Regions from separate parts of the Mus musculus genome. Here regions 2, 3, 4 and 5 are each linked to region 1. The links are chromatin contacts, called in public HiCAR-type and promoter capture Hi-C maps. All regions are on one chromosome and are shown on one strand. The core of a region is the stretch at or near the end of the contact, and the rest is flanking DNA. Distances in the headings are between cores, read along the strand shown.

The links. Promoter capture Hi-C pulls out the DNA fragments that hold promoters and counts their contacts. HiCAR-type assays count read pairs that join an accessible place to other places.
Region 2: a contact with region 1 is called in a promoter capture Hi-C map of liver, with 2.6 times the contacts expected there. The contact joins the promoter of Mrps25 here to the promoter of Lrig1 in region 1.
Region 3: a contact with region 1 is called in a promoter capture Hi-C map of hippocampal neurons, with 6 times the contacts expected there. The contact joins the promoter of Tmf1 here to the promoter of Lrig1 in region 1. A contact is called at or near these places in 6 of 39 promoter capture datasets (the 3T3-L1 cell line, the C10 cell line, cranial neural crest and 2 more) and 2 of 115 datasets of contacts at active chromatin or transcription factors (astrocytes and stem cell-derived neural progenitor cells).
Region 4: a HiCAR-type map of astrocytes shows a contact between it and region 1, with 7 times the contacts expected there. The contact joins the promoter of Eogt here to the promoter of Lrig1 in region 1. A contact is called at or near these places in 4 of 39 promoter capture datasets (cranial neural crest, frontonasal cranial neural crest, hippocampal neurons and 1 more) and 1 of 115 datasets of contacts at active chromatin or transcription factors (astrocytes).
Region 5: a promoter capture Hi-C map of cranial neural crest shows a contact between it and region 1. The contact joins the enhancer-like site here to the promoter of Lrig1 in region 1. A contact is called at or near these places in 3 of 39 promoter capture datasets (cranial neural crest, hippocampal neurons and pre-B cells), 2 of 115 datasets of contacts at active chromatin or transcription factors (astrocytes and embryonic stem cells) and 1 of 9 other capture datasets (embryonic stem cells).

What each region holds. Positions count from the first base shown.
Region 1 is chr6:94,698,849-94,701,417 of GRCm38.p6, reverse strand. Lrig1 (leucine-rich repeats and immunoglobulin-like domains 1) reads left to right here and starts at 1,273. Exons shown (of 19, transcript NM_008377.2): 1 at 1,273-1,956. The coding sequence starts at 1,733.
Region 2 is chr6:92,182,727-92,185,295 of GRCm38.p6, reverse strand. It overlaps Mrps25 (mitochondrial ribosomal protein S25), which reads left to right and starts at 1,273. Exons shown (of 4, transcript NM_025578.4): 1 at 1,273-1,456. The coding sequence starts at 1,323.
Region 3 is chr6:97,177,830-97,180,398 of GRCm38.p6, reverse strand. Tmf1 (TATA element modulatory factor 1) reads left to right here and starts at 1,275. Exons shown (of 17, transcript NM_001081111.2): 1 at 1,275-1,517. The coding sequence starts at 1,376.
Region 4 is chr6:97,147,594-97,150,162 of GRCm38.p6, reverse strand. It overlaps Eogt (EGF domain-specific O-linked N-acetylglucosamine (GlcNAc) transferase), which reads left to right and starts at 1,277. Exons shown (of 18, transcript NM_175313.5): 1 at 1,277-1,331; 2 at 1,905-2,286.
Region 5 is chr6:97,117,338-97,119,906 of GRCm38.p6, reverse strand. Eogt (EGF domain-specific O-linked N-acetylglucosamine (GlcNAc) transferase) reads left to right here. Exons shown (of 18, transcript NM_175313.5): 14 at 958-1,026. Among named protein-coding and RNA genes, the nearest start is that of Eogt, 30 kb to the left of the region's middle. Within about 2 kb of position 1,291, at least 4 of the 459 cell types and tissues checked have an H3K27ac peak or open chromatin away from gene starts, as enhancers often do.

The DNA.
Region 1 (2,569 bases), core at 24-2,523:
TTAACTGTTCGGTGTTTTTCTTCCCGATGAACAGCGTTCCTACTCCCTTTCTATAAAGCCTAAGTTAGATTTAACCGTGCTGGAACAAATGTTTTCCAGAAGACTCCAGCGCCTTAGTTTCCCTGACCCTGTGTGCAGTTCGGACATCAGCAAGTCAAACCGCCCAGAGGCGGCAGATATGTATTACAGTGCTAATCTCTTCCCCCCGCCCCCCCGCCCCACTCCATTAAGTGTGTGTGTGTTCGCGCGCGTGTGCTCGCCTATGTCCAAGCACTGTTTCACATGGCGGCTATCAATCTATTCTGATCCGTGTTTGCCAAACTAACAGGTTCTCTCTCTCTCTCTCTCTCTCTCTCTCTCTCTCTCTCTCTCTCTCTCTCTCTCTCCTCTCTCCCTCCCCCCACCTCTCTCACTGTCTATAAAGAGCACGTCACGGATAATTTCTTGGAAATTGTATTTTAAAGGCACTGATTTTCAATAACAAAACACACCACCACAGCAACCCCCTTTATCCAAGTCCAGAGCACTTCCCGAACTATCCTTCAACTAACTAGGGGCGGGGAAGTGGGCGTGCCCTCAAGATTCAATTTCTGCAGCACACAGTCATTTCGGTAGTCAAGGACACATTTCTGGATTAAAGATATCAAGAAGAACGAGTGTGGAGCACAGATGGGAAAGGGGGCCCCACCTCTGAGGAAATAGCTGAGAAACTCATGAAAGCAAGTTTTAAATCTTTTTTTTTTTTCTTTTGCAAGGCACCTGAAAAAGGGTGCTCGTTTGCTGTAAATCCACCATGATGTTTTTAGTTTAGGAGAGCAGAATAAACCTTGGGTCCAGATAGCTCCCAAACCCGTGGATTACAAACTTTCTCTCTTCTCCTAGGCTCAATGGACCGAAGCTTAGGCCACTTTTCCAGATTCTGGTACTTGGTAGCCAAAACCCTACAAGTCTCCTTTAAGAGGAGGCAGCACGCCTCTCCTTTTCCCCGCCCCGTCCCCGCCTTTCACACCTTGGGTGGGAAAAGCGAGCGGAGGCGGGACCTCAGGGAGCGAGCGCTCTTATGGGTTAGGACGCCAAAAAGGCGCTCCAGGAGCCAATGAGCAACGGGCAGGGCGGGGCGTAATGCTGTAGCCCTGCAGCCAACGTGGGCCGATCTGCGCCCCGGGGCCCCATCGGAGGGGTGTGTGAGGGCGAGCAGCCGGGGCGGGGCCTGGGGCCGCGGGGCTGGACCGCGGAGCGGCTGGCCGCTGATTGTTCGCAGCGCTGAGGCACGGTGCGCTCCGGCCGCTCCGGGACGGGCAGGCGCGTGGGGTCCACGGCTATCATCAGCTCAGCGCCCTCAGTGAGATGCCCGCCCGCGCCACGCGCAGAGGCCGAGGCTAAGCGTTTTCAGTCCTCAGAGGCGGCGGCTCTCGGCGTGCGCCCGAGCTCTGAAGGCGACTCTCAGCGCGGCGGGAAGGACGAGCAGCGGCGGCCGGGCACTCACTGCGGGACTCCACAGAGTTCGCCGCGCGCGGGGCTCGGCCCGGATGGGCGCGGGGGTGGCGGTCCCCGCAGGGTGCTGCGAAGCGGCCCGGGCAGAGCGTGCCGGCTGAGCGCCGCGGCCCCGGAGCCGACTGGAGTCGGGCGTCCATGTCCCGGCGCGGAGCCTAGCTCCGAGCGCAGCCCGCGCCCGCGGCCGCCCGCACCTCGCAGCCCTCGCTCCCCGGCTTCGCGGCGCGTTCCAGACAAGATGGCGCGGCCCGGTCCGGGAGTGCTCGGAGCCCCGCGCCTTGCGCCTCGCCTTCTGCTCTGGCTGCTCTTGCTGCTACTGCAATGGCCGGAGTCAGCGGGCGCCCAGGCTGGCCCGCGGGCCCCCTGCGCGGCCGCCTGCACTTGCGCCGGGGACTCGCTGGACTGCAGTGGGCGCGGGCTGGCGACGCTGCCCCGGGACCTGCCCTCCTGGACGCGCAGCCTGTGAGTATCGCCTTTGCCTCTCGTCCGGGCGCTGTCACTAAGACGGGGCTGCTGGTGTGCTCAGCCGGAGAGGGTGCGGAGTGCGCTCTGTGGGCTGGGGAGACTTGTGGGTGGCCGAGTGGAGGTCACGCGTGGGAGCTCGGGAGAGAGGACTCTGCTTCTGGGGTTTGAAGGTGAGCGTGATTCTGGAGGAGCCTGCCTTGCGGCGAGCGTGTGTTGTGGAGAGGATGCAGGACATGAGTGATCCTGTAAGGGTGATCGAGTGTGCCTCGTGAAGTCTGGAAGTCAGCGAGTGTGGGCCGTGGAGGTGAGCCACCGGTTTGTGATTTGAAACTGAGTGAGAGTGCTGTGGAGCGCGAAATATGTGTGTGTGTAGAGTGGAGGTGAGCGAATTTGTGTGCATGTGAGACGGACGCAATGGCAGAGTGTAGGAGCCTGTGTTGGGATTGGGATCCATGGCTGTATCTTTTCTCCTGTGCTGTATGTAACCCAGCCCTTAGGTGTCTTGAGTTCCCTCAACTTACCTTCAGTTGGTAATGAATGACAGTGACTCACATCTCCAGGGTTCATGCTATTTATACTGTGTATTAGTGAGTATGTGTTGCAGTCTCCT
Region 2 (2,569 bases), core at 24-2,523, 2.5 Mb after region 1:
TTATAGCTGAAGCTTATTAGTGATGTGTTCACATATATGCAGGCAAAACACTCATACATAGGGGCTGGAGAGATGGCTCAGTGGTTTAGAGCACTGACTGTTCTTCCAGAGGTCCTGAGTTCAATTCCCAGAACCCACATAGTGGCTCACAACCATCTGTAATGGAATCCGATGCCCTCTTCTGGTGTGTCTGAAGACAGCTACAGTGTACTCATAAATAAAATTAATAAATCTTTTAAAAAATATAGACATAAAGTAAAAAAAAAAAAACTAAAACAATTTACAATTTGGTAGCTGGGGAGATGGCTCGGTGGGTAAGAGTACTTGAGGGTCTGAGTTCTGATCCCAGGATCCATGTAAAAATCTAGGTGAGATCATCTGTGCCTGTAACCCCAGAAGTGTGGGTTACAATCCCAATTGCTGGAGCTTACTAAGAGAACAGAAACACAGCAGGACACTTTTCCCCCAGCCTTCATGTGTGCACAGGACATGTCTAGAATTGTTGGATTATTTGAGCAGAGGAAAGAACACTTAAGTTTTGAAAAAAAAATACTAGAATAAAAGATTAACAGATGAAAAATGCTCTAATGGGCTTATCAGTAGACAGTTCATCTATGAAGCCTGGGAAGTCAGTTGAAAATTTACATAATTACAAAGGGAAAAAATCTTGAGAATCCTATAGAAAAATTAATTTCAGCCATAAACAGCGATTAAAAATTACAGTGGGGCTGGAAAAATGGCTTAGCAGTTCAGTGCACTTGCTGCTCTTTTAGAGGTCCCACATGGCAGTTCACAGCTCTGTAAGGTCAATTTCAGGGGACCCAACGCCCTCTTCCAGCCTCTGCGGGCACTGCGTGTATGTGGTGCACAGCCACAACACACAAGCAAAACAGTAAGGTAAAAATAAATCCTAAAAAAAAAAATGCAGCGCAGAGTGACATGTTGATTGTTGACTTGTCATATCTGTCACAACCACTCTTAACAAGCGAACGACCCCCTCCTCTAAGCAGAGTCCTTTGAGGCAGACCCTGACGCGCCAGAGCAAGCCACTCTTTCCTCCTTTGCAAATAAGTTTTCCCTTTGAATCAACAGCGACTTTTCCGTCAAGCTCTTCACTTCAGAACTGGAGATCTTGGGAGAAGATAATTGGTTTCTGTGAAGACAAAAACGACAGGTTGATTCCCAACGCTGAGGCGGCTGCGAGCCCGGGCCCAAACTACGAGTCCCAGGCTGCCCCGCGGCCGCGCTGGCCGCCGGGAAGTGCCTCCCAAGATTCCCGGAGCCGCGCTGGTCCGCGGCTTGAGGAGTTCCTGACTTCCACCATGCCGATGAAGGGTCGCTTCCCGATCCGCCGTACGCTGCAGTACCTGGGTCGCGGGGACGTGGTATTCAAGGAGTCTGTGAAGATCATGACCGTGAACTACAACACGTATGGGGAACTGGGCGAAGGCGCCAGGTCAGTGTGGGTCACAGCCCTCGGGGTTCAGTGAAAGAAGCTGAGGCAGTGGAGGGCATCCCGACTGATCCCCGATAGAAACCCGAGTGCTCCTCCACCGGAGGGATGGGTTGCGGCTGGAAGGCTGGCCCCTTGTGCGAGGCTGTGGCGCGGGGAACGCCTTGGGAGCGGAGTAGTAAGTTTCCGCACCTGTGCACAGCATGGCTTGCTGCTGCTTAGGACACTTGATGAATGAAAGGTTTCATTGACCCGTTTATCATCTCTGAGCAATGCTTTGGACCCTTCCGAACTTACTGCACATTTATTGAGCGCCCAAAACGCTGGGTTCAGTACTGGGATTTTCCACAGTACGGGATAAACATGACTGTAGATAGAAGTGGATTTGTAGAACGGATCAGAAAGAGAGAAGAGAATAATTTTCAAGGTGGAGAGTGGCCCCTGTGGCAAAGACCTTGACTTCATGAGAGCCAGAAGCCGCCTTCAAGCCATTTTCTCTGGTCAAGTTGACCCCCAAGACCTAAGATTTGCTAGCCTGGGATCTGCTGGGGTGAGGGCTCTCTGGAACCCTCTCGGTGGACCAGAGGGTTCGGGCTCTACTCCCCACTTGTCAGGAGTTTATGCATATGCAAAGGCCTCTTAACTAGTTGTATGACCTTGGGATCACACAAGTTCTCTCAACTTCTGACAGCATTTTTCCTAGGCGGAACACCACAACATCAGTGTGTTGGTGGTGGTGTGGGGTTGCTGGAGAATAAAGTGCCTGGCAGAGTGCAACAGGTGCTGACCTTGTGCCCATTTGATCCAGTAGGTGCATCTATATCTATCTGGTTTGTGGGCACAAGGCTCTGTGCTTTGGGATGGGAAGACAGAGACTTGCTGACAAGTTCTGCCTTCAAGCTTTTGGGTGGTGTGCTGTGGAGCTTTCAGGGCAGTGTTTCCTCCCCAGAAGCAGTTCTTTCACTTTTTCAAGTTTTGTGTTGATGTAATTACTTAAAGGTCTCCACCCCACCCGACCCTGTGTTTGTGTATGTGTGGATACATTAGCATTCAACCAAAGATAATGTTTCTAAGGAGCTGGCTGACTTGGTTTCTTTTTGAAATAGGGTCTCTCAG
Region 3 (2,569 bases), core at 26-2,525, 2.5 Mb before region 1:
ATTTCTGTCATTTTAAGCCATCCTGTTAGTAGTTCTGGTAGTCCTAGGGAATGTTTTGGGGGATAAAATTACATTTCCCCTTTCCCTTCCGTCCCTCTAAACTTTTTCATAGACCTCTATTGCTCTCTCTCAAATTAAGTCTCTTTTATTAACTGTTAAGTATATAAGTGTGTATACATATGCGTTCTCAAATGCATTAATTAGTACAACCCTCAGTCTGTATGATGATTTCGGGGCTGCTCATTTGGTAGTGTGTAACCTTCCCAGGGGAAGATTTACCCCATTCCTAGCTTCGGCATTCCTTAAGTACCCGTGGTTCTTTGTGTAGGGTAGGAGTCTCTTTTCACAAAGGGCTAATGCTTGAATTAAATTTAGCCTTTAAATGCTGGTAGAAAATTTTTCTTTAGCATTATTAGAACCAAACCAAACAGCTGCTGACTGGACAAGGAAGGCCATCGACTTTAAATTTTCTCCCATGACCAAGTGTGGGAAAGAGAGCATACAAGCTGTATCTTTTAGGCAGTGTGCACAGTATGTACTGATGGGTTAATATTTTATTGCTTGCCAAGTGGCTTAACCCATCCAAACCGCTGTTACAAACTGCCATAAAGTGGCTGGCTCATAGGCTACAGAAACTTGATTTTTACTGTTCTTGTGACTGGGAGGTCCAAGACGAGCACAGCTGATGAGAGCCATCTATTTCTAGTTCATGGCTGGCGTGACCTTGGTATGTTATGCTTGAGAGGGCGTAGGCACCTCTTAATAGGGCATTCATCTCTTTCCCGTGGGTGTCACAGTCATCTCGTGACCCAGAAAGTTCCTTAAAGCCCCACCTCTTAACATAGGAGTGTGCTGATGAACGCCATTCAGATGACAGAATTAGGTTGAGAGGGAGGTGGTTTCATCTGTTAATGTTCCAGGACCTGGGGACCGTGCCCATCAAGTCAGGCATAGACATCCAGGCCAGGCGAGAACTGGCCAACTACTTTTTGAGTACCAAGATTAATAAGTGTGAGGCCTAGCCGCCGGGATTATAGCGAGGCACACGCGGCTCTGGTCGCTCCCGGAGGTCTGGGCCTCGGCGCAGATCGCGTCCCTCAGTTGAGAACGGCCATGAAGCCCAGAGGCGGCTGGTAACTAAGGGCTCCGCTCCGCTCCCGGATGTGGCTTCACGCTACCGCCTCCGTCCTTCCGTCTGGGCGGAACTCGGCTCCCGGATCTGGTGGTTGTGTACGTGGAAGGGCGGCGCATGCGCGGCGGGGCCCGGCTCAGCTGTGCGGAAGGCTCGCAGCGCCGCGCGGCCGCGGGAGGCGGTGGGGCCGGGGCCGCCGCTGAGGCCGCCGGAGCCGGCCGGAGCCGGCGCTGAGGAGGGGCCATGAGCTGGTTCAATGCCTCGCAGTTGTCCAGCTTCGCCAAGCAGGCCCTGTCCCAGGCCCAGAAGTCCATCGACAGGGTCCTGGACATCCAGGAGGAGGAGCCGAGCGCCTGGGCCGAGGCCATCCCGTACGGCGAGCCGGGTAAGCGGGTCCCGGGGTGTCGCGCCTGCCTGCCTGCCTGCTGTCGGACCCCAGTCCCGCACGCCTCGGCCCCGGTGCGGGTCCTGCTGACCTCAGGTGTCAGCTCGAGCTCTGGTCCTGGCCCCAGGCCCCTGACTACAGAGTCAGGAGCACAGCCCCAGATCCCCAATTGCTAGGCGTCTTCCGCCTTGGCGCCCTAGGTCCGAGCCTTGTAAATCCCCAGTCCCGGAGCCCCGCGGGAAGCGTTTAAGGAACACAAAAGACTTTGTTTACAAAAAGTTCACCGTCTCAAAACAACCCGAGTCAGGGATGGTAGACCCCGTGTTCTACAGAGGAGCTAACCGAAACTCAGAATGCATAACTTTCTCCAGGTGAGGCACAGTCTGTACGGGGCAGAGTCCCAAGAGAATTTGTGCTCCAAGAGTTCCCAACTGTAGCCCTTTTTGCAGCACCAGATCTTTCAGATGAACTGAAATTACTCTTTCCAGGATTATTCGGTTGCTTGTGTCTTTACGTCTAAGGGAGTCTGGAGCACTTTTCGTGTGTAGCAACAGACACTGGGGCAAACCTTTGGATGAAAGTTAACTGTGGTTTCTGGTTTTAGATGTACATTGTTGAAAACTCGGGACCTAAGTTGAATCATTGATAACGTAGTTTATGTATGACTGTAGATATATCGTGATCTTATTTCATTCTCTGTGGCACCTTGCTATTGGGAAGCTCGCCTTTTTGTGGTTGGACCCCAGAGCTGGAGTTACTAAACTTAAGATCAGATGTTTCAAATAAAAAGATACTCATTATCCCCCGCCCCGGGCGAAATCTGAGACATGGATAGTGCTGTATAATTTATTTTAGAGGGCAGGTTGTCTGAAATGGAATATGCTTTCTTGAATGCTATTTTCATTGATCATCTGTTGTGTTTTAGATTACAAAACAACATGGGTCTGAAGAATAGGAATAGTTTAAGTGGATGTGTGGTTACTATAATTTTGTACCACATTTTTCAAGAGGCAAAGTTAAACCCTGGTATCCGTGAGGATGCTAATTAGCTA
Region 4 (2,569 bases), core at 28-2,527, 2.4 Mb before region 1:
TACACATATAAAACACAGCTGGTCTGGAACTTGCGACATAGATCAGGCTGGCCTCAAACTTACAGAGATCCATTTGCCTTTGCCTTCCAAGTGCTAGCTAGGATTAAAGAAAGGCCTTCCCTAAAGTGCCCAGCCCATGTGTATGTTGTATGTTACTGGGGATTGAACCTGGGGTCGTGCACATGTTAGGATAGCACTCATCTCCGTGGTCACTAAGTTGTCTGGGTGTCTTGAACTTCCTTTTATTTTTTATTTTTTTTAAATTTTTTCCATGACTCAGCCTGTGGAGTAGCTGGAACAGCAGGCCTGTACCACCAGTTCTGGTTTCAGTTCTCATAGTAGCTTCTTAAAATTTATAAGACATGTAAGCCTTGTGAACTGAATGCATCTGAGCATGTTTATTTTGACACCATTAATATAAGCTGGGTCCTTTTTTTCATTTATTAGTATTGTATAGGAAGGTGTGAGTATCCAGGAGGTCAGAGAACGAGGTCAGGGAGTGGGTTCTCCCCTTTCGTGGTAGGATCCTAGGATTCAACGTGGGTCGTCAGGCTTGCTCCCACAAGCGCTTTGAAAACTCTAAGCCACCTGTCAGCCCTTGAACCCTTTAATCATAATTTAATGGCTGTCTCCCCCATGCTCCAGAAGGCATGCTGGAACTGCAAGGTGTCAAGAATGGAAGAGAATGGGAGATATGCATACACGTAATCATCACCTAAACAAGCAGTTAGAAATCATCATGAAATAGCAAAAACGTAAAAATTAAACAAGAGTAGCCATTGGACTTGGACACTTCATGGACAGGTACAATTCCCTGGAATCTACAGTATTTTCACTACCCACCAGAGAGTGTCCCACTACATCCAGTCTCATTTGAAAATCAGGGCAGCAACTTCTGCTCAGAATGGGAAAGCAATAAAATTACAACCCTGAGTGATATGTAAACAGTCCCGTAGTCTGCCTGCCTACTCTCTGGTGCTGGAGACCTGCCAAGCGCCTGGAGGAGCAGCCAGGGACTTGCACCCCGGTGTCCCACGTCCCGGAGGGGATGTAGGCGGGTGTCCCCAGTGGATCAGGCTGTGGGTCACAGGGTGTCCGTAACCTTGGCTGATGGGTGTCCAAGAGTGCCTTCCAGACTCTGGTCGCTGGGTGTGGTCAAGGCATTCCGGTCCGCCCTTGAGCCCCGGGCCAAGGTGTCGCGGCAGCTCCCGGGCGCCCCCTGGCCCGGCTTGGGCGCCGGAGGTTTCCGGTTCGCGGCTGCCGGCGGTGACGTCTCGTTACTCCCAAGCTGCCGCCACTGCCGCCGCCGCCGCTCCCTAGTCAAGCTGCAGGTGGGCCCCGCGCCTTCCCCGCCTGTTCCTGGCCGGCGCCTGCACCCCCGTGGGCCCGCAGCCTGACTCTGGGACTCTGATCCCAGCCCGCGGCCTTCAGCTGGTTACCAGGAGTTGATCGGTGGCTGTAGGCTAGGGAGATGCCCAGCCAGGCCTGCCCTGTTGCCTCGATCCCCATGCTGGGGCGGAGTGGCTTCTCCAGGCACACCTGGGAGCCGAGCGTCTCCTAAGACAGCTGCTTCCCCAAGCACCCGGGGCAGGGTTGGCTGCTGCCGGGCGCGAGGGGCTGACTCCGCTACACAGGGGAGGGGTTGACGTTCCGCAGACAACCGGAGGATCGCCACAGCAGGATTGCCACTTCGGCGCCTCAGGCAGCCGAGCTCTGTCTGAGCTCTGTCTGCTTGCCTACCTTGGGACTTGATAGTCTTTGAGTCCCAGATGCACTTCATCTGTCCGCTGCTGGCTCTGTTGCCCAGCAATGCCCTAAGCCATTCATGTGGTAGTCCTAGTAACCCCAGCTCTCATGGTTTACGGCGTTCAGATTTTTACCTTTTTTTCCTCTTCTCTTTTTAGGTCCGTGAAAATCCAATCAAGCCACACACGAGTGGAGCGCGATTGACCGTTTTGTGCAAAAAGACGCGGTAGCCTAACCTACTAAAGCTTTCATCCCTGCCAAGTCTTGCCAGAGAACTCAACTCCGGGAAGGCTTTCTGCCAGGCCCTGAAGTTGTACTTTCATGCACCACAGGGAACCATCACCCAGCATATGCAAGTGGGTACATGCCCTCCCTTGCAAAAGCCAACTTTCTGATCTGCTCCTTTAGATTTTCCCCACGGCCAAGGGTTACTTTTTTCCATGAATGGTCAAGTTTTGTTAACCGGCAGAACGCATTGCAGAGCTGTGGATTTGGATACCCGAAATTTAGGACCTAGTGCTCCAAGCCGCGACCTAGAAGGTTAGTCCAAGGGCTGGGTGGCCTGTTGTGATCCTGAGGTTGGCACTGGTCCAGGCAGCCCCGGGAATCAGAGAACAGGATTACTGCAATGAGAACCAGGAACAGGCTTTGGTCCTAGGAATGTTTTCTCTGCTAATTATCCTGTTGGTCTGGATTGAGTGATGTGGTGTGAAGCGGGCTACCTCCTTCCTGCTCACCACTAGTGTCTGCTCCGTGGGTTACTATGTCCAGGGGACCCTGGGCTCTGACTTTGCTTTGAGAGACTTAGTAGTGTTCATTCACT
Region 5 (2,569 bases), core at 42-2,541, 2.4 Mb before region 1:
CTTTGTAGATAAACAAGCAAGCCGGAGGCAGTGCTTGCTATGATAACGTTGCTGAATCTGTAGTCCTCTGAATTCAGGAGTCAGTAGCCACCGCAGATAAGCTAAAGGGTACTGTAAGAATATCCTTTATTCTCCTTGTCCGTTGTCTATTTCTTTACCCATGTCTCCCTATTTTCTCCCATTTAACTCATGTAATCCCTGCTAAAAACAATCTACCCCACAAACCAACAAAGAAGTAGTAGTGTAATGAACAGGTTTTATCTTCCATGGCTAAAGTGGAACACTTATATGTATTCATAATCAGCATATAATAACTGCACACATTTCTAGGGTGCAGTGTTATAGTTTGACACATGGCACAGTATAATTATCCAAGCATTTTTGTTACTTCAAGCATCAATCTTGCCTTTGTTGTGGGAGCATTCTAAATTTTTCCTTTTAGCTTTGTTAGAAATAGTATATTATTGTCAAGCCTATTAACACTACAGTGATTTTGACAGCAAACCCCAATTCTCCTATATCCATAATGTGTATCTGATTTCTTTCTTTCCCGTGTCCACTATCTACTGGTCTATAGTATTCTCCAGCATTTAATTGTGGACACCTATGAGATCAGCTCCTTTAGCTTCTGCATCTGACCAAGAGCATGTGCCTGCCTCATGTTAACATAATGTTAATCCATGTCCCTCTATACTGCAATATGACATGTTTTGTCCCATGTACAGTTGAGTATTAATTCATTGAATAGATGTACTTTCTTGTAAAGTAGATATATATTTTTATTTCCTGAGATAATGGATAATGGTTAAGGAGCCAGGCTACTATTCACCCTGTCTCCTTAGTGAGTTTCACCTCTCTGGGAAATTGCATTTGAGATTTGGGTTGTCTTTTTTTTTATTTTTTTTTCTATTGTCTGAGCATATCCAATATTATTCCAACTTTTCATTTTGATTGCAGGATGGCAAAGTTCGAGTTACCATTCTTGCACGCAGCACAGAATACCGGAAAATCCTGAACCAAGACGAGGTTAGTGCTTTGGTATGAACTTTTAATAGTGACTTTGCCTTCCTTGGCTAATGCTCTCTCTCTCTCTCTCTCCCCCCCTCTCTCTCTGCAGTAGAAGTTTTTATTTGAAGCTATTAGTTTCTAGAGATACATAATGGCCTGAGCCTACTGAAAACTGGCTTTTAGCTTCTCCAAACTCCCAACCCATCCAGATGTGCTCTACTGTACATGTTCACCTACATCAGCGCTAATATGGGCAAAACCAAAGCCAAACAAAACTGTGAGTCTTGTCTGGACTGCAACAGAAGGGTAAAAAATTCCCCCTTCAGGCAAACTAGTAACAACATGCAAACACGCCTTTTGAGAGATGATTGGTGTTGCCTGGTATTTCCGTAGCATCTGGCAATACATACATTGAAAGGGGTTCCATCTGCTTGAGTGGATAAATGTCTCAGAAACTGCTCCTGGGCATAATTCATTTCAGCTGCACAAAATCATACATTGCATCCAGCCTCATACTGGGCAGGTAATCATGGGAGCCTTGACAGTGAGACTGTTCTTCACTGTTAGCCCTCTCACAGCAGATGGATGCAAAAGGAGGTTGAGTGTGCCTATGAGCCCAGGCTATCAGGAAAGGGCAGGCCAGGGGATAGCCTCAAACTAGGGGGAAGAAAGTTCAGGGAAAGGCCCAGTGCCAGCACCTGCTATGGTGCAGGCCTGATACTTTCAGAATCCATGGGCAGACGGTACAAACGCTACTCCTAATGGCAAGCCCAAGAGCATGCTGCTTGTCCTTGAAGCAGGATATGGACTCCAAAGGGTATGCACAAGGGCAATGGTGCTTTGACTACATTTTGACCAGTGAACAGAGAATAAGACTCAGATATATATATATATATATATATATATATATATATATATATATATATATATATACACACACACACAAACACACGCACATACACACACACACACACACACAAATATATAGCGCCCAGGCTCACCTTAAGCTCATTATGTAGGTCTGGCTGGTCTAGAACTCCCAGTCCTGCTGCCTCAGCCTCAGGAGTACAACCTGGCTCCCAGGAGGTCTGGTTAAATGATAGTTACTGCAAACTTAGCCTGGTACAATGTTTGTTGAGACACTGCTGTGTGGCTAGAGGCTAGAGAAAGGACATATTCTGGGGCTTGCACGCACTCGTGATTTCTCTGATGGGAGTCTCCCTTGTTAAATGAAGAAGGGTCCTGCTGCCTAATTAGTTCTCTCTTGGGGGGAAATGTGACTGTAGAGAAACACTTCCATCTTGTGACTGCCCGTGTGCTGTCCAGTTGTGCATACATGCGTATGAACTGGGGGTAGCAATTAGACTGCATTCAGTGATTCGGATGCTCTGCTTACGGTTAGAGATGGTGTGGTCAGAAGTTCAGGGTGTTGTTCTCTCCCTTCCTCTCCCCTTCTCTCTCTTTCTTTGCTAGGGATTGAACCAAGTCGAGATCAAGGCATTTTGTAGCCACGGACACTGCTGATGTTGTGTAGGGTTGCCTGGTAGAGATGTAAGCCGTC